Regions from separate parts of the Cyprinus carpio genome. Here region 2 is linked to region 1. The links are chromatin contacts, called in public Hi-C maps. All regions are on one chromosome and are shown on one strand. The core of a region is the stretch at or near the end of the contact, and the rest is flanking DNA. Distances in the headings are between cores, read along the strand shown. Region 1 overlaps LOC109070807 (hypermethylated in cancer 2 protein-like). Region 2 holds the start of LOC109070803 (interferon regulatory factor 7).

Region 1 (5,301 bases), core at 1,586-4,085:
TCACTGACATTTTAAAACGTTTTTTAATATAACTCTGATTGTATTCATCTGAAAGAAGAAAGTCATATAGCTACATGATGGCTTGAGGATGAGTAAATCATGGGGAGATTTCCTTTTTTGGGTGAACTAAACCTTTAAGTCGCTTCAGTCCTGTAAATTGTCATCTTGAAATATTACTAACAATATAAAAAGAGACACATGAACCGTGAGCTGAAGGTGGATGCTTTCAGAGTTAGGCTTTATCTAAGTTTTGATCATGTTGATCATTTAGATGCCTCAGAAATATGTACCATTACTAATGTCACTATTAATAAACTTTAAGTTAAATATTTGCTTAAACTACTTTGCTGCAGATGCCAAAGCAGTCCTTTTTTTAAGGTTTTTTTTTTTACACATCTTTGTTGGCTATAATGGGAGTCTTCTAGTCGTGTCACGTCACGTCAGTCACTCGTGGAGCAGACAGTGATGTTTGAGTTCAGGGGTGGATCCCTCCGGCCCCTTTGACAGCCACAGACACAGAGAGGAGCTGGTGACCGTCCCGGGGCGAGGGGTGTTTTCGGAGCACCACTCCCTCCACTGAATAGGCCTCCATTCCTCGCCGTTGTCCCACTGAAGGGGAGGGTGTAGAGCCACGAACAAAAGCCCAACTCAAAACCAAAACCGCTACACTTTCTGCCTTTTCTTCTCTGTGCTCTTTTGTGGCAGTGCGCTTCTGACCCAGCTCCTGGCCGCAGGAATATTTATATGGCGAAAGCAGGGTGCTGATAAAGCGGTGTTTTTGATAAATGCGTCTGCGTGAGCTCGGGCACATACACAAGAGTATTCATCGAATGCACACACAGCACATTACATTTATTACTGATACAGAAACTCATGTATCACCGGGAGACAAGCACAGGGCCTTGGTAAAGTGTAACGCTGCTCATCTGAGACCACACACACGTCGTGATTTTACTGCCAACATTACGTCGGCTCCTGTAATGCACTTTACAATAAGCCTCATTGACCCTTAAGCTGCCCTCTTTTGTGCGAGGGCGCATTACAGCATCATTTTTGTCTTTTCCAGCCCGTTTCCAACTTGCAACCTGGAATGTACTGGACAAAAGTGACATTCCCTAGTCCTTTGTGTGCTTGTGAATTGACATGCACTGGACAGAAACACATACCGACTGTGGGACACTCAGGAGACGCAACCTGCCTTGACTGTACAACACATTTAATTAATTTGCTCATTTCTGGCTCATGTTAGGCTCCTCAAACCGTTAAAGGAAGAGTTCACCCAAAAATGTGAATATTTACATCCTCAGGTCACCCTAGATGTACAATAGATGAGTTTGTTTCTTCATTAGATTTGGAGAAATGTAGCATAGCATCACTTGCTCACCAATGGATCCTCTGCAGTGAATGGGTGCCGTCAGAATGAGAGTCTAAACAGCTGATAAAAACATCACAATAATCCACAAGTATCTCCAGTCCATCAATTAATGTCTTGTGAAGTGAAAAGATGATGAGTGCATAATACACAATAACACTTCCTCCATTGAAAAAGTCCATCTCCTGTTGTCTGTCACATCAAAATCCACTAACATATTTGTTTAGAGCTCCATTGGACTGTTTTGGACTTGTTAACTGTGCAGATTTATTTTTCGCTGGAGACAGTGTTACTATGGATAGAGGACATGGGTTTTAGCTTGAAGTGATGGTTTGAAATTAAAACATTTCTTACAAACACATAGCTTTTGGTTTCTCAAGATGTTAACTGATGGACTGGAGTGCTGTGGATTATTGTGATGTTTTTATCAGCTGTTTGGACTCTCATTCTGACGGCACCCATTCACTGCAGAGGATCCATTGGTGAACAAGTGGTGCAATGCTTACAAACTGTAATGAACTTACAAACATCTTGAATGGGCTGAAGAGGAGCACATTTACAATTTTGGGTGAACTATTTTCTAATCGAATTATTTCTTCTGTAAAATCTACTCAAATGTGGAAAAATATATTAATTCTAACCTAAAGGTATCTAACCCATTTTAACATATACAGTACATGCAAGTGAACCAGTATGTTTCTGGTTATCATTTGTAGTCACAAATCATTCATTTTTATTTCATGTGAAATGTAATATTGTTTCCAACATCTGAACTCTACAAGGTTGAATCAAAAACAATCCCTGTGTCTGTGCTTTTGAAGAAAAATATCAGTTCTGGGAAAAAGTTCACTTGTTTTATCAGGAAGCACACAGACTGCAGGGAGATGTGACCAAACATGCAGACTTTATTTTACATGTGAATTTTAACCACACAACTTCTTATCTACCATTTTGTCATCATTCACATCTTTTATGCTGATTTTATCAATATTTCAGATCATAGAATTTATTTCTGGCATCTTTAAGTATGTGCAAGTATGTTTATTTAAAATCCAGGGAATAAAAACTGTGTATCATAATTTTTTTTTTTTTTTATAATTCCTTTGTGGTTTTAAGATGACCTCTTCGTTGATCAAAACAAAGATATGTGAACTGGTATCTTTAACCTTTTAAATTTAAGTTTAAAAGGTTCAAATCAAAAAACAAAACGAAGTGGGTCACCGAAACATTAACTATGCAAACACTATGCAAAAGTGAGATAACAAGAGTAAAAGTGGGCAAAGACTTCTTGGTCAGCTGCTCTGAATGTTTCTTTCTCTGTGTACTTGTTGCCTGTGTGTGCGCAGCACAAGCTGGCCGCGCTCTGATAATGTCACAATGGGGATTGCTCTGTTTGTAGATGTCTTAGTGTGTGAGTTCCCACCCTGCTCAGAGTGTCTGCTCAGGAGCCGCACGTGGGACACCGCCAGCTGTGCTATTCTCTGAGCGACCTGAGCCTGCCACCGTCCCGGACCCCGAGCCTCAATCGTCCTCCCCGGCAGGGCCTGCACACCATCAGATAACAACGCAGAAGCCCTCCGAGCCACTCTGTGCTAACAATACGCCCGTCATTTACATGTGAAAACACTGGGCCTTATCTTGAGTTCACTGGAGCTTAAGGACAAGAGGACTCAGCTTGCTTGTGAGGGGATGCAGATCTGTAACAGGTAGGTGTCTAATGGAAGATGAAGGCTGTGGTGCAACAGAAAAACCACCGGAATCATATAAAAATGCAGAAGAGAGAGAGAGAAAAACTTTTATATAGCTGTAACTACTATTAATTGGGGTGCAAAATTACGCTTAAAGTGAAAGCATTCAAAAAAACATTTCAATCATCCATGAAATATCAAATACTACATCACCAAACTATTGGCCAAAACCTAACCCTGAAGTATTTGCAAAATTCCCATTCTCAAAGCTCAAATCTCACAGTGCTGCTCACAAAGGGAGTAAGGCAGATCGTTTTTACCTAGTTGTGTGGATTCTTGCCGCCACCTACTGGACAACATTTGAAAACACTATAGTTACACTCTCAGAAAAAGGTACAAAAGCTGTCACTGGGACGGGTCCCTCTCAAATGGTACATATTTGTATCATATTTGTAACATATTTGTATATCAGCATTTGTGTGATTTCTGTTTTTTGAAACTGATTGAAGGTTTACTGATCTTTGTGCCTTGTGTAGTAAGTGATTACATGTAAAATTAAGTACTTTTATTTGTCAGTAAAGTCAATAAAAAGCAAATGGGAAAGTGTAGTTATCTGATCAGCATTTAATTTTATTTCATGTCATAACTGAGAACAATGTTATATACAACAGGACCTTTAATTCTTCAAAGAGTATAAATGTGCTTTGGTTTTCATAAACAGATTGCAAATATTTAAGCATCATCATTTCAGAACAAAGCACTTGACATTTCAAAAGCATTTGAAAACCACATCAAGACCGTACATGTACACACACACAAACCTGTACTGCAAATGCAAAGAGCTGCCGAACCTCCTGAAGGCGCATTGTGTCAGTTGTGGAGAATATTGAAACTATCTTAATCAAAAAACAGACAAATAACTGCAAAAACATTGGTTAATGGTGCTTTACAGTTCAAAAAGTTAACTGGGACGTGTCCCAAAAGTGTTCCCTGAGGTTTGCAGAGGATGCAAATGAAAGTGTTGTCACAGTTTTGAAGTTCAGTTTCAAGTCCTATTATGTATTAAAAAGTTCCTGAATATTCTAAAATCGCATTGATTTACAGACAGTGTCAAATAATCATCTTAATATAAAGCAAAAATAGAGAAAAAGCAAGCACAAAACGATCAAAGAGTGCCTAAAAAAGTCAATTCAGCAAATCAAATCTTAGGCTAATTGATCTATTATTTAAAGTACCTCTTTTGATATTACTAGATAACAAATGAATACAACCTCGAAATTAGGTGTTGTTTAAAAAGCCCTCCAGCATGATGAAAACCCATGTACAACGTACAAAAAACCCAACCAGAGGTAGTTTAAAACAAACATGGTGTAGAGAAATTAAAACACAATAAGAAAATGATTTCATCTCTGAATAAGTAAAAGTTTCAGTAATATATCAACTGATGATAATAACGTCAAGATACCCAAAGATATATACAGTAGGTATTGTTTTTACACTTTTGGTCTCGTTTCAACACTAAATGCATGAATGCAATCTGCTAAACCTACCTTTTTAAATTCATAAAAATAATGCACATGCCACAAGAAAATATGGACAACATGCTGTTTAAATTAAGCCATTGGTTGAAGCATTAAAATAAGAAAAGGAAAGAAAAACCCAAAAGAAAAACCCTGAAAAAAAGAAGAAAGACTTGATATAAACCTGAATTGAAAGCAGCATAAATTAGACTTAAATATTTAGCAAGAATATAGATTTGGTTATAGTTTTACAGTATTTCTTAAGCATTATAACATTCAATATTTCTTTGGAACTGTACATCAAAACACCCTAATTGCTCAAGCAATACTACTTCACTAGCTCAGATCGCAACCCTACAGTGAAGTATTACCTGACCCCCTGAAAAGTGTATATTAACACAAGCAATGTGTTTTCCTCTGTTTTGAATCAGATGTCAGTTTAAACTCATTAATTAAACTAGACAGAGTGACTGTAATATGGAAGACACCGTGTGTAGTTTCTCTTCTCTAATATGTATTTTTAACCTAATACAGGCTAATCAGAGGGTTTGGTTTAATCTGAGGTAGCAAGTTTGTGTATTCAAGTAAACAACTCAGATAGCTTTATTACAGCGGTCTGTTTCTGAAGCATAAACTTTATCATGACTACTAAATTACATTCGAAAGGTATCGCAAGTCACTGCTGTAAAATAACTGGTATCACCAGGAACATTCGGCTGTT
Region 2 (5,301 bases), core at 746-3,245, 64 kb before region 1:
GGATTCATAAATTCGATTGTACGGATTCCAAAATGACTGGATTTCCCCCACAAAATTTTATAATATTAATAAAGCATTAATACTATAATGATAATAATAAAGATATAGTCTTAAAAATCATTTTAAATGTAAAAAAAATTGTAAAGGTGACACCACAAATATAACAATATCGTCACAAGGGAATGATATTATTTGAATCACTTTAACAAACATTTATTTGTATATTTTTTTTTTTTTTCAGCTGACGATACGTAGGATAGTGCAGATTCTTATTGAAATGACTGGATTTAACCTACGAAAATTCACAGGGCTACAGTAAATGTGACCACACCTTAAGATGTTGGTTGCAAAATCATGGTTTGTTTCAATTGCTAACCCTAAATATAGCCATCATAGTGATTCTACCTGTGTGTTGATGATTTAGATCCATTGTCTCCACCTGGTTGAGCAATTCCTGCTGCATTAGACATAATATATGTTTATTATATTAAAAAAATATACATTATATTTTAGTATTATTTTAATATTATAACTTAATATGTAAAAATATTTTATATTTTAAATAAATTATCATTCTTTTTTATTATATACATATGATCATGTCAACAGCCAATCATAAATCTGGGCCTTACCTCCATTTCATCAGTCATGTAATTAGATGCACTGTAGAGATGAGGAATGAATGGAAGTTGATCTGGCTCTACACTCTGGATCTCTTGGTGATCTGAAGAACAAGATTAGCCAGGGTTTTATAATCAACTCATTTTCCCATGACAAGTGCAGACTGAGCAGTTTAACTCACTTTGAGGACGGATGATGCGATAGACTTTGTGTTGGTCGTACGGATCTTTGGAGTGATCCTCTAACATCTCGAAGTTTTTTAGACTATGAAGTGCACAACGGAAATTTGTCTTCCATTTCGCTTTGTTGTCAGGGTACTCATTGATCTTCCCACTGACCACAGCCCATGCCTGTAAAACACCAAAATTGCAACAAAGTCTATGTATAATTAAAATGCATTGATGCATCAGGTGTGAATGGCGTGCAACATCAAAGTCAAAAGGGGCGGGGCTTCCACTCAATAGGCACTCCTTTTGGGAATCCTGCCCTCTTTGGAGATCTCCTCCAGCTATATCCTGCATGAATCATTGATGCAGAAATGAAACCATGCTAAAGGTGATTGTGACGCAAGGAGGAGTTACCTTAAATATTTTAACATCGTCATCCCCAAGGTCTCTTCGCGAGTTGTGTTTCCAGGGGATCCGGAATATGTCATTGCCTATCAGGCACAATCCCTCATATGTCCCACTTTCCACCTGCTCTATGAGCCATGGGCCAAACTGAGGTTTGACATTTGCACTTCTTGAGAAAAACAAAACAAAACAAAACAATGGGTTTCAAACAGATCAGACAGATAGCTACTTAATGACGTCATCATATGCACTGAAACTTTTTTCTTATATAAATTTTAAATGCGTGATAATGTTTTTAACAGTATTAGTTTTTTTTTTAATAAATAATAATAAAAAATAAATGTTAATATTGATGTAAGATTAAATTGCCTCACATGTACCACCATATCTGCATCTCAAAACCTAGTCAGCTCATAGCTGTGCATCATAAGCGCGATAGGACTTCCGAATTAGCTCAAAAAAACGTTTTACCATTGCTAAACTATGTACACATGCAGCAAACTGACGTTTATGCTTTGTTTGTTTGTTTTTTACTGCGACACTGAGCGTCGCGTTTTTAATGCGCTTCTTTCATTGGCTTGTGAAAACGCGTCTTGGTTTTGAGAGACAGGCTATATTTTATAATAATCATAATTTCATCATCTTACCCCTGCGTCGCTGCCATGATCTCAGGTCCTGAAGCTGTTCCACTGCTTGGTAGTTTCCAGTGTTCTGGGGTTTCTCTCGTGTTTTATACACACTCGAGCGTCACACAGTAGGAGGAGGGTTTATCATGTTCAGTGAATTCGAAAGCAAAGCGAGTCCTGTTCGAAAGTAAAACTAACGTTCCATTAATGCGACGTCTTGCATCATCGCATCCGGTTTGATGCAAGACCTTTAAAACTAATAGTCTATTGTCCTTAAAATGCATTTCTTGCGCATATCAGAATGATCTCTGAAGGATCTCGTAACACTGAAGACTGGAGTAATGATGCTGAGAATTCAGCTTTACATCACAGGAATAAATTACATTGTAAAATATAAAATGTAAATTGTTATAATATTTCATAATAGGCTATTGCTGTGAAAATGTACCCAGTTTAAAAAGCCATGCTCTACAGCATTAATAGCCTGCATTTTTGTGTTGTTACATTGTTTTGCAGATGTGAATGTAAAAAAAATAAGAAGAAAGTTTAAAAAATGAGATCATGGAAAGTTAAGAACATGCTTGTATAGCCATTTAACATTCAAAACAACATATTTGTTACTGGTCCTGAATGTTTCCTTGACTTAAGAGACTCAAAGGCCTTGTTTATTGTGTTCGTAATATCTTATCAGAAAGTATAGGGCCTACGTCAGCTGTTGTGTACATTGTAGTATAAAGGTAAAGGACAAAGTCCTTGAACTACGTAGCCAACAGCATGTTGTATAATTACTACAATTAAGGTGCGTTCACATTTACAGTTGTTTGGGGAATATCTGAGAGAAATGTGTGAGAAAAACTTCCCCATGCAGATTTCGCTCATGTTCAAGGTGTTCACACGTATTCATCACAGTAAACAACAGAAATCTGCTTGTTTTTAAGGTGACTTCTGTGTGAAATGTGCTTGATTCACGCTGTTGACAGTAGACAACTGAACTGTTTTTTTACGGTAAATTTCGTTAAAATAACCGCGCCTTAACACTCAGATTACAATGGAATGACTTTTGTTACTATATCCACCCTTCTGTGAAATCATAACTACAGTGATTTACCTCGAGGCTTGCAGACGAATATGCTTTAAGCCTTGACTCATGTTAGTTTCAGTCTTGTTAGGTTTTTTTTCTTCTTACAAGTAGGCAATGTTTTAAACCTAGTCAAATAAGACTGTACAGTTTAAATAATAATAATAACAGTAAGCCTAATTTCAATTAAATCATTGTGTTCACTCTGTTTGGGGACAATATCACAGCAAAACCAACGGGGCCCAAATACTCCATTTGGACCCCACTGGCTTTAACTGTGTTAAGAAAAAGACATCCGTTGTTCTGTGTGTTCTACTGAAGATTTGGATGCATTTCATGATAATGAATGAATTTTATTTTGTGGTGAACTATGGCTTTAAGTATATTTTTCATGCTGTTACACAGTCCTATAGGAGACAGGCGTTAAATGTTAGTGATTGTAAATGCTTGGCAATGAGTGTAGTCAAGTCTATACTCATTCAATATACATCTAAATACAAATTTCAGCTTTATTGAACAAGTCTATGATTAAATCGGAATCATTAGTGACACAAGTCAACCATATGAGTGGGACTGTGATTATGAGACCGCAGTTTCAGTGATATCAAATTTTTTTGAGCAGGTGTTTGAGTTTCTGCACTCAAGCTGTTCTTTATTTCTCACGGCAGCTGTAAGAGAGAAACCTGAGAGAACCGTAGTAGTGCTGTTATAAATATTACACGTTCACTGCACTTTTCCCCTGAAGTTTGAGGTGCGTGTGTATGTTATTTAGCGATGGAAAAAGGAAATGAATCTGAGGGTAACTGGAGCACTTCTCTCTGCGAACTCCTCGGAAGAGCTTTCCTTAGACACAAGGTTGTTCCCCAACACCAAAGTCTCTTGACTCGATTTAGCTGACACGGGCCCTCGCATAAAATCGAGCAATAATGTGTGTTTTCATTTCCCTTTTTTCACGATTTCATGAAAAACAGCTAGAACGTTTTAGACACCTGTGGCTGCATGGAAATAAAAACCTAGGCCTTTTCAGTACACCATTACTGGAATCACATCTGGACCAAACTACACCCAAACTATCCCAAAACTACTCTGCTATTCCTGTGAATGAACGTTTTAACAGATAAAAATGTGTCATATGATACCAGCGCTTCATAAAACTAATGTGGGCTGTAGTTACGTTTTTGTTGAATCAATGAAGGTTTCATAATGATCAATGGTTGCTAATCCATCACTGCCCTCTACTGGAGATTAAACCACTACACAGTGACAACTTTCACGCTTAGTGTAACAATCAATTATGCATAGGCTAATTACATGCAAGTAACCATATAGTAAGTGCATGTAGTTAATGAATATTGCTCAGTACTTAAATGTATAATTACACTAGGGGTTGCACGACTACTGATTTCTGCTAGTCGATTACTTATTTAAAAAATACTCGAGTTACTCGACTACTCATGGTTCATGCTAATGTAAATCAATAGACATTAAATAGTTAATTAATAAATGTTTATTGATAAAAACGAATTAATTAATAGCCTAATGCAACAATTACATATACGTAAACTGTCAAAACTTTATAATTATGACATTACATATTTTAATTTTCATGTAACCAGTCACAAAATATCTGTTTTCGGATAAAAACAGTTGTCGTACAGTTACTTGGTAAGACCGTTATGACTATCTTTTTCCCCCGTAGTTATCACTGAACAAATATGCTGCATTAAAGTAAAATAATTAGTAATTTCAAAAAATAAATTAATCATATAAGCAGAGATGTCATGACAAACGTTTAGTGATCATTTGAACACGACTGAATGAATTCAAGGCGCACATTTTCATTACGCAGAATTCTCTAAGCGAGTCTTTTTGAACTTACTAAACAAATGTGCAAACCAGCAAAAGATAAAGAAGCAAACATAGAAAATCTATCTGCATCTAAGTTGATTATTAGCCTACTCTTGAGAGAGAACTGGCTTAGTTTTTGAGAGACTGAGACACGCACCGCGGCTGTTTGATTGGTGAGCGCGCTGTTTATTTCATTTATTCATGTATCATTTCGTAGCTTACGGTTTAAATAACTGCCTTTTAAATATATACAAATAATAGACCGTGTATGATGTATTATTATAGGTGATTTTACTCTAGCCAAGCTCTGATTTCTGAGAGATGCGGGGAGAGGCAACATCAATGCGGTGTTTAATTTGCGCTCTTTTCGTTCATAAAGTTTATATTCATTCACTTCACACACTCATTATTGCGTGACTTTAGAGGTCTGTGTATAATATTGCGCTGATCCCCTGGATCAACTGTTATCTAGCAAACACCAGACTTTGCCAGCCTCAGCCGAATATTCAGGCAGAATTATTCCTAATCCGTTATTCGTTTTTTAAGACATTATCCG

Evidence for each region. Hi-C and Micro-C count contacts between places; a contact is called where the count stands out from the background.
Region 2: a Hi-C map of red blood cells shows a contact between it and region 1, with 3 times the contacts expected there. The contact joins the promoter of LOC109070803 here to the enhancer-like site in region 1. A contact is called at or near these places in 2 of 8 Hi-C or Micro-C datasets (liver and red blood cells).

What each region holds. Positions count from the first base shown.
Region 1 is chrB25:19,611,770-19,617,070 of ASM1834038v1, reverse strand. LOC109070807 (hypermethylated in cancer 2 protein-like) reads right to left here. Exons shown (of 2, transcript XM_019087318.2): 2 at 3,665-5,301. Among protein-coding and RNA genes, the nearest start is that of LOC109070807, 9.3 kb to the right of the region's middle. Within about 2 kb of position 2,835, at least 3 of the 8 cell types and tissues checked have an H3K27ac peak or open chromatin away from gene starts, as enhancers often do.
Region 2 is chrB25:19,674,765-19,680,065 of ASM1834038v1, reverse strand. LOC109070803 (interferon regulatory factor 7) reads right to left here and starts at 1,995. Exons shown (of 9, transcript XM_019087315.2): 1 at 1,841-1,995; 2 at 1,203-1,362; 3 at 803-971; 4 at 633-724; 5 at 406-457. The coding sequence starts at 1,857.